Linked DNA regions of Sus scrofa: region 1 is linked to region 2. Evidence: chromatin contacts called from public Hi-C data. All regions are on one chromosome and are shown on one strand. The core of a region is the stretch at or near the end of the contact, and the rest is flanking DNA. Distances in the headings are between cores, read along the strand shown.

Region 1 (4,073 bases), core at 1,331-3,830, 960 kb after region 2:
GTGCCATATGGGAGTCCCCTGGTGGCTCAGCAGGTTAAGGATCCAGCTTTGTCACTGCAGTGCCTCAGGTCATAGTGATGACGTGGATTCTGGAACTTACACACGCCATGGATGTGGCCAAAAAAATAAAACAAAATAAAGCTATGGAGCGTGAGACACACAGGATCCTGAGCTAGGGAAATCCAGCCCATTGGCCTCTTGAGCTGACATTTAACAGCAGCCCATTAAGTGCCTCCCCTCCCCCTGCCATCACCCCTCCTGGCCCCCTTCTAAACGCCTCCACTCTGTCTGCAGAAGGCCTTCCATGTTCACCTGACTCTGTTTTCCCTGAATAAGAGGTTCCAGGGACAGCGCCTGATGGGATCTGTCCCAGTTTCCACACCCTCCCAGGACAGCCTGACTCCTGACTCTAATCAGTGTCGCTTTTAGAAAACAAACATCTATGCAGGGAGGGGGTGCAGTGGGAATCAAGGTTTTGTTGAAAAGAAAGGGGATGGCTCAGGGGCCTTATGGACATGCTAAATGAAGCCCTTGAAGCAGTCAAGTGCAAAACTCTATCCTTGCCTCAGTGACAGATGGGGCACATACCACCCCGGTTATACAGGCAAAGTCCCAGGGCATTCTGTTGTCCCCTCAAAGGAGATGTGTGTTTGTGTGCACTGCATCCAAAGACCAAAATCCAAGACAGACCCCAAGAACAGTGGCAGGCTCACCAGGCTCTGGTCTCTGTGTGGGAGGAGCAGCATCTTCAGGGAAGAGTCCAGGATCCATAGCAAGGAGTTGATGATGCAAAAAGAGCCAGGTCTGAGCCTTAGGAGGCAGGGACAGGCCCAGCTCCTGTGTTGACCCCCATGGAACTGTAGGCAGCCGCCCTCACTTCTCTGAGCCTGTGACATGAGACTACACCAGCCTACTTCTCCCCACATCATGGCATCTTTTGAGGAAGCAAATGCTTCATGAAATGTGAAATACTATGTGCATGAAGTTTTACAGCAGTGCAGAATTTGTCACGTTCACAGAGTGTGCCTGTGTATACTTGTGTGTGAGTGAGTATAAGTGTGTATTTGTGTGTATGTGTGCACGAGATATATGTGAGAGTGTGTGGGTGTATGTGCATGTACATGAGTGCATGTGCAGAGTATCCTGTGAGTGTATGAGTGTGTATGTGTGAATGCGTGAGTGTGTGTGTGTGTGCACATGACTGCATGTGTGGATGAGAGTGTGCATGTAGGGTGTGTGTAGGTGTGTGGCTGTTACACTGTGAAACAGATACCAACCCCCACAGGTCAAAGGCAAGGTCAGAACACCTGTGGGTGATCAGGAAGTCACCATGGTAACAATGGGGGTGGGTTGGGGACAGGATCCAGGTGGACAATGGAGAACAACACACTTGAAGAGAATCAAGCCTGAGGAGGCCTCCTGCACAGGAAAAGGACAAGTGCTGTGGACGGAGAAGCTAGAAATCAGCTCAGGCACAGGGGCCCAGCCCAGAGGCAGAACCACAGCAGAGCGAGGACAGTTGCCACTTTTGAGGCTGCTTAACTTTTCCCTCAAGTAGCCCCAACTGACCCACACATTGTCCCCAGGTGGTTTGAAGACACACCTGAAGCAGCCACCTACAGACTCAAAATGTTTGAAAATAAGAAAGTGTGCACTCTACTTTGTAATATGCCATATTTGCTTAAATATACAACTATTTCCCTCCAAAAACATTTCACCCCCAGAGCAGCGAGCTCCCCTGTGCCACCTGAGCCCCACGGGTCATGCCTGGAGGTGGCAAGACAGGTGCAGAGCACCTCAGAAGCTTTTGGGGCCATGGCATGACCAAGCAGTGTTTGAAGATGACTCATCCATCACCAGTGGTGACATGGAGAGGACTAGGGGGCCGGCCTGGACAGGGGAGGGCCTGGCCCAGTGGCAGAGAGCAGACTAATGTAGGTTGGGGCCCTCAAGCAGAAGTATGGTGGCCCAGTAATGGCTGCTGTTGGGATGGTGAGACAGGGGCCAGTACCCAGCCTGGGGAAGGGTCAGACCACTTGAGAAGTGTCCGCCGAGAAGGGCGTGGGCACCCCTCTGAATATCCTTCCAAACACAGGTGAAAATCTGAGGAAGCATTGTTGTGCTGTGGCATAGGCCAGCAGCTACAGCTCTAATTCTACTCCTGGCCTGGGAACCTCCATATGCCTCAGGTGCGGCCCTAAAAAAGCGAAGGAAAAAAGAAAGAAGAAAGAAAGAAAGAAAGAAAGAAAGAAAGAAAGAAAGAAAGAAAGAAAGAAAGAAAGAAAGAAAGAAAGAGAAAGAAAGAAAGAAAGAAAGAAAAAGAAAGAAGGAAAGAAAGAAAGTCTAAGGGAGAGATCAAAGGTCCAGCCTCTTACTCTCATCCCACATAGGCTCCTGAGCCTTTCAGCTGAGGGCCCTGGTTAGATTCCCAGCCCTGGTCCTGCAGGAGAGCCAGCAAGATAGGCACCAACTGTGCAACCCCAGAGTCTGTGCATGGCTCAGAGGACCCATGCTGCCCCAGTCCCTCCCAGCTTGACCCTCTGGCCCCAGTGAGTCAGGCTCTGCTCAGCCCACATTAGACTCACTGGGCTGGAGCTGCCAAGAAAAGCTCTGAGCCACCCCTAACAAGAGGCAGCTCTCAGCCAGCCTCTTACACAACTGGCCCTGAGAAAGGCACCTCTCACCTTGGCCCAATGGCTGGCCAGGCCCCTTCCTCTTTTCCCCTGCCTATCTGTCTAGTGACCAAGACTCTCTCTCAGCCTTATCCCTCCCTGACCTCCGTGGGGATCCAGCCCACAGGCCTATTCTGTCCCTATTCCAGCATCCACTCAGCCATGCGCAGCTGATTTCAACCTTTCAGCAGCTGGCCACGCGGTTCAGAGATCAGCAGAGCCCCTGGTGCAGGGACTCAGCCAGCTCAGCGAGGTCCTTTCAGAGCAAGGTCCCTGCCTTTTATTCTGCTGTCTCTGTGATCCAGTGGCAAGATGGCAGAGAGTCTGGAGATCTTGTCTGGTGAGCCAAGTCGAGGGATGCTCAAGAGGTCCAGCGTAGAGAAAGGAAGGCTTAGAGTTAATCTCTGCAGTGTTCTCATGTGTGATGGGGGGGGTGTGTCCTGTGCCAACAGGATGACAGAACTGGAACCAGTGATGGGTAAAACCCAGAGGCTTGATGTCAGCTCTCCGGACCCAAGGGTTTCCAGTAATCAGAGCTGTTCACAGTGAGAACAGCCTGCCTCATGGGGTCATGGGACTGCAGCCAACAGTCGGAGGCACTACAAAATGTTTGAGAGAGGCAAAGGATATCCCTTTCAATCTTGAGACTGTAGAGACTTATGGAAATTCTCCTTTCCCATAATCACAAATTCCCATAATTGCAAAGCCTTGGGCAAAATGTATCAATGCAACACAAATTTTGGAAAACTTAATCATGTTTCCTTCTCCAGAACTTCAGCAACCTCCTAACTCAGGTGGGTGCAAGATGACATACATGAGACTACTTTAGATTCAGCCCCAGGACAAGGTCTCCTTCAGACTTAAACCCGACAGGCCACAGGGAGGGACAGCTACATACTGATGCACACCAAAAACTCCAGAAACCCCTTAATTTCAGGCCCTTTCCTCTCAAATGTGCAAGCGTGTGCCAGGGAGGGTGCAGCCTCTCCCCACTGGGCATGTTCTTGCATGGGTGCCAGAAACAGACAGCCTTTTAGAGAAAAGAGCCAGAAGGAGAATTTCAAAATGAGAGCAATACAGTGGGAGCCATCTTTGCTAATGTTGGGAGAACTAGGGTCCAAATTTACCACCGAGAACTCTTCACAGTATGGCTTCTGACACACAGCTTCACTTTGTCTTGCCAGCTGACCCCTACTCCAGCAGGTCTACCCCTGGGATCTTCTGGCACAAACCAGGTGTGTATTTTTTGCAGGCGTTTCCTTGGCCTGGCGTCTTCGCCTCCCACTTGCCTGCTCAGCCAAGTCCTGGTGTGAAAGCCTGGGCAGGTCTCCCCAGGGGCCTGGGAGGTTGGGGAACTGCCCTGAACGCTTACAGCAGCCCCAGCGGCCCTGCCCCCACCCC
Region 2 (3,782 bases), core at 841-3,340:
TTTATTATTAAGACCAATTAAATCAATATGGGTCTCAAGCATCAGTACTTCCCCCAGGTAATTCTGATTGACAATAAGGATTGAGAAACACTACATTAGATAATACTACTTCATTTTCTAAAAAGGTGAGAATCAATACAGTATTTGAACACAAGAAGGGAAGATGACTGGCTCTGAGGATTTGATTATACTATTTGATCTCAACTTCTTATAAAGGAAGAATGGAGGCGTTTGACTCATTTCTTTCTACCTTTAGTTTCAGAGATGTGAAAAATGACATGACCTACCTTTGTACTTTGAACTATACCTTGCTTGTATGCCTTTTATCTGGCTCTCAAGCCTTGTAGGGGCATGATTATCTTGCAGCTCCTTGCAGTATCTCTGGTGTGGCCTGGGAGAGGGAGGGAGTATCATTATAGTCATTTTACAGGTTAGGCATAGGGTTGTCTAATGCACAAAATGACAGCCCATCTGGCAGCCAGTCAGTTATTTGGTGATATCAGAGGAACATTTATTCTTGCCTACATTTAGTGGCATTGCCCATGCAAGGCACAGACCTGTCCTCAAAACTTTTATCTTGGTTAGAAAAACAGGTTTTAGAGGGAAAAAGGTATATTCGTAAAAAGGGGAAAAGGAAAGGGCTATGTTAAACAGGTAATAAATGTGGGGCAATTCTCAAGAGAATATTATTTTTGATCTCACCCTCATACCATTTCTGTGTCTGTGCTCCATGTACTTTGTAAACATCTCCTTTCTGATATTTCCATACATTAGATGTAGTTCAAAGTTTGCATGCCAGTCTCTCACTGGGTTATGAATTCTGAGTTTGAATCTCTAGTTGCTGCCATCATGTCTGAGATAGTTCATGCTACATAATTATTTGCTGAATGACTGCAAGATGCTGGCATTGGAGATTGTTTAGGACTAAGAGACCTGTGTTGTGTGCATTCCTATCAGCTACTCAGATTATCTCTTTATTTTCTCAAGGTTCCCAGGGCTCTGAGAATAGGTATCTTAAACTCTACTCAAGGTCTTTAAGAAAAACCACTTGCAAACCCCCTTAAACCATTTCTGTCCTATATTGTCCTATAATGTAGACATGCCCCTGAGGGGTTCCATTTCTCAGTTGCCCGAGGTTGCAAATGAGTGGCCTGAATAGGTCCCCTTTGCAATCCGAAAACAAACAGCCAAATTAAAATACCACCATATTTTGTATGAACTGAAGATATTCCATTTTATTCTTTCCACTATCCTGAATAGAGAACTGCATGCCAACGTCATCTCAAGGTGTCTTTCCCGTCATCAATTGTCCAATTTTTGTGAATAACTAGAAAATGCACATACGCATCTGAAGGCATACGTGTCGCTTAACAAAAAAATAACCCCCTGAAATGTAATTACCAGATTAAAAAAAAAAATGCACCCAGTTTCAGAGCCTATCACATCTCCCGCCTCGGAACACAGCTCCCCCAACACTGCTCCTGTTGTGTCAGATAGCGGCAGTGTTGAGCCCCGGAGCCGGCGCCTAGTCCGCCGCGGTCCCCGCGGCCGCCCAGTTTCCGCGGCGGACTCGGGCGCGCAGAGACACTGGGCCTCGAGGGCGCTGGGGAAGCAAGAAGGGCGCGGGGGGCGACGAGGGGTCCCCGATCCGCCTCCACGAACTGTGTTCCTTCTCCCGCTCAAGATCCCCACTCTTCCCAATTGATCGAAATTCACAAAAATTCACTGAGGGAGGGTGAAGGGAGAGGTGCTTGTTGGTTACTGGTTGTGCCACCCCCGGCGCAAGTAGGAAAGCGGCCCCCGGCCGGTTGGGCAAGAGGTGTGGGAGCCCGCGCCCCCTCCGAAGCAGATCGCGGGGTGGCGGTCCCCGCTCAGCTCCGCCGCGCGGCCGCTCCGATCCTCCCCCTCCCCCGCCCGCGCCCTCCCCCTTCCTTTCACTAGGACTCCGGGACTCGGGAGAGGGCGCGGGAGGCAGGCACTTGGGCCCGACCCCACTCCAGCGCTCGCCGGGGACGGGGGCGGGTGGCGAGGGGACGCGACGGGGGCGCGGGGCGGGCGCGGTCATGGAGCGGCGGCGGCGGCGACGGCGGCAGCAGTAGCGACCGCGGGCGAACGAGCCGGCGGGCAGGGCCGCCCGGCGCCGCGGAACGAACTGCACAGCTCAGCAAAAGCGCCCTCGCCCTCCGCGCGCTGCCTCCTGCGAACCCATAGCCGGCAACATTTTTTAAGGCTCCAATCCATCCTTTGAAGAAAAGAAAAAAAAATAGCATTGATTGGAGAGACGGGGATATATATAATTGGGGGGGGGCCCTTCTGCTAAAATTAGCCGGGCTTGCGGCGCGCGGTGTGCGAGTGTGTGCGTGCGTGTGTGTGTGTGTGTGAATGTGATTACTCCAGGACTCCTCGGGCTCCGGAGACGCCATTTTCCCCCTTGATATCTCTCTCCGTAAATCGGTGGCGCGGCGGAGGCGGCCGCGCCGGGCGGGAAGCGCTGGGCCGTTCTGGGCGCCCGCCGCTCGCCTCCGCCTCCGCGCGCCCGGGGGCCCCGGCGCCCCCCGAGCGAGGGCGGCCAGCCCGCTGCTCGCCGTGTGACAGATGCTCATCGCCATGGAGTTGCCGCAGCAGCACCTTCGGGGGCTCGGGCGAGCTACGGGAGCCGGGATCTGAGCGAGCGCTGGGCCAGCGGAGCCGGAGCCGCCGGGACGTGGGTGAGCACGCGCGGCGACCTTGGTCCGGGAGCCGGGCGCCGAGCCTCCCGCCGTACCGCGGGCCCCCGCACGCCCGGGGTCGGGGGCGGTGTGTGTTCTCTGCATGCAAAAGTTAACGTTGCCTCGCTGGGGCTTTGACTTTGCACCGGGCGGGAAGGGGAGTCGGGGCCGAAGGGGCGGGATGCAGGTCCCGGCGAGGCTGCCGAGGATGGGCGCAATTCCGGCCCGTCGGCTGTGGGCAGTGATGCTGGCTCATTTGGAGTGGCTCGTTGGTGGCGGCGAGGGTGGCAGCATCGGGCTGGAGGTCTGGGACCTTACTGAGCTTGGCCTAATCTGATCTCCCCCACCCCCTGCCGCCGCCGCCGCAGCCTTTTGCACCCTCCCTCGGTCCGGCAGCCGGCTGCTGGAGCTGGCGGGTTTGGCTTTGGTGGAGTGGACTCGAGAGGGGGAGGGGGTAAGGAAAGGGGTGGGAAGGCGGCAGGATATTTCCCCCCCCCTCTTTGTAACTTGCAGGTTAAGTGGAGCTAGAGAGCTACATTGTATATAGCTGAATTTTTTGGGGGGTGGGGGGGGAGAATATATCAGAATCTAACGTGTCGTTGATAGAAAGAAGAACAGGGAAGAAGTGGTCCAGCCGGCGAAGGTTGGTGTGTGCTTGTGTCGTGGCTCTGTGTTAGTCTTTTCCTTAAAATCTTAATCAATGGATTTGAGTCTCTTTCTCCTGCTCTCTGGTTTTGGGACTCTGAAAAGACAGGAATTCCCTTAAAAGCAGGCGAATGCCTTTTTTGAAAGCACGCATTGTGTGTGTTTCTAGAGGAGTCGTGGGCTTGGGAATTAACGACAGGCTTCCCCGTTCGGTGGTTTCCAGTGGGAAATAACTCCTGAAAGGGAACCCTTCAGTATCGATTTATTGTTTTTGTCTTTCAAACCACTATCTCTTTGACTAAAATACTGTCCGAGAAGTTCCACAGAGACAAAGTCAGGTAAACTGGACTGGGCAGATCTTTAGCAAGATGGTGATAATGCTGATGCTGTTTTTGGTGTCTGTTTGTGATGGAAGCATTGTTGGGTAAT

What was found. Hi-C and Micro-C count contacts between places; a contact is called where the count stands out from the background.
Region 1: a contact with region 2 is called in a Hi-C map of embryonic fibroblasts, with 4 times the contacts expected there. The contact joins the enhancer-like site here to the promoter of SETBP1 in region 2. A contact is called at or near these places in 7 of 47 Hi-C or Micro-C datasets (embryonic fibroblasts, heart right ventricle, mesenteric adipose tissue and 4 more).

What each region holds. Positions count from the first base shown.
Region 1 is chr1:95,251,896-95,255,968 of Sscrofa11.1, forward strand. All of the region lies in intron 3 of SLC14A2 (urea transporter 2), which reads left to right. Among named protein-coding and RNA genes, the nearest start is that of SLC14A1, 100 kb to the right of the region's middle. Within about 2 kb of position 2,581, at least 19 of the 83 cell types and tissues checked have an H3K27ac peak or open chromatin away from gene starts, as enhancers often do. A contact at or near this core is called in embryonic fibroblasts, mesenteric adipose tissue, omental adipose tissue and 2 more, where this site is marked.
Region 2 is chr1:94,293,242-94,297,023 of Sscrofa11.1, forward strand. SETBP1 (SET-binding protein) reads left to right here and starts at 2,091. Exons shown (of 7, transcript XM_021092436.1): 1 at 2,091-2,708.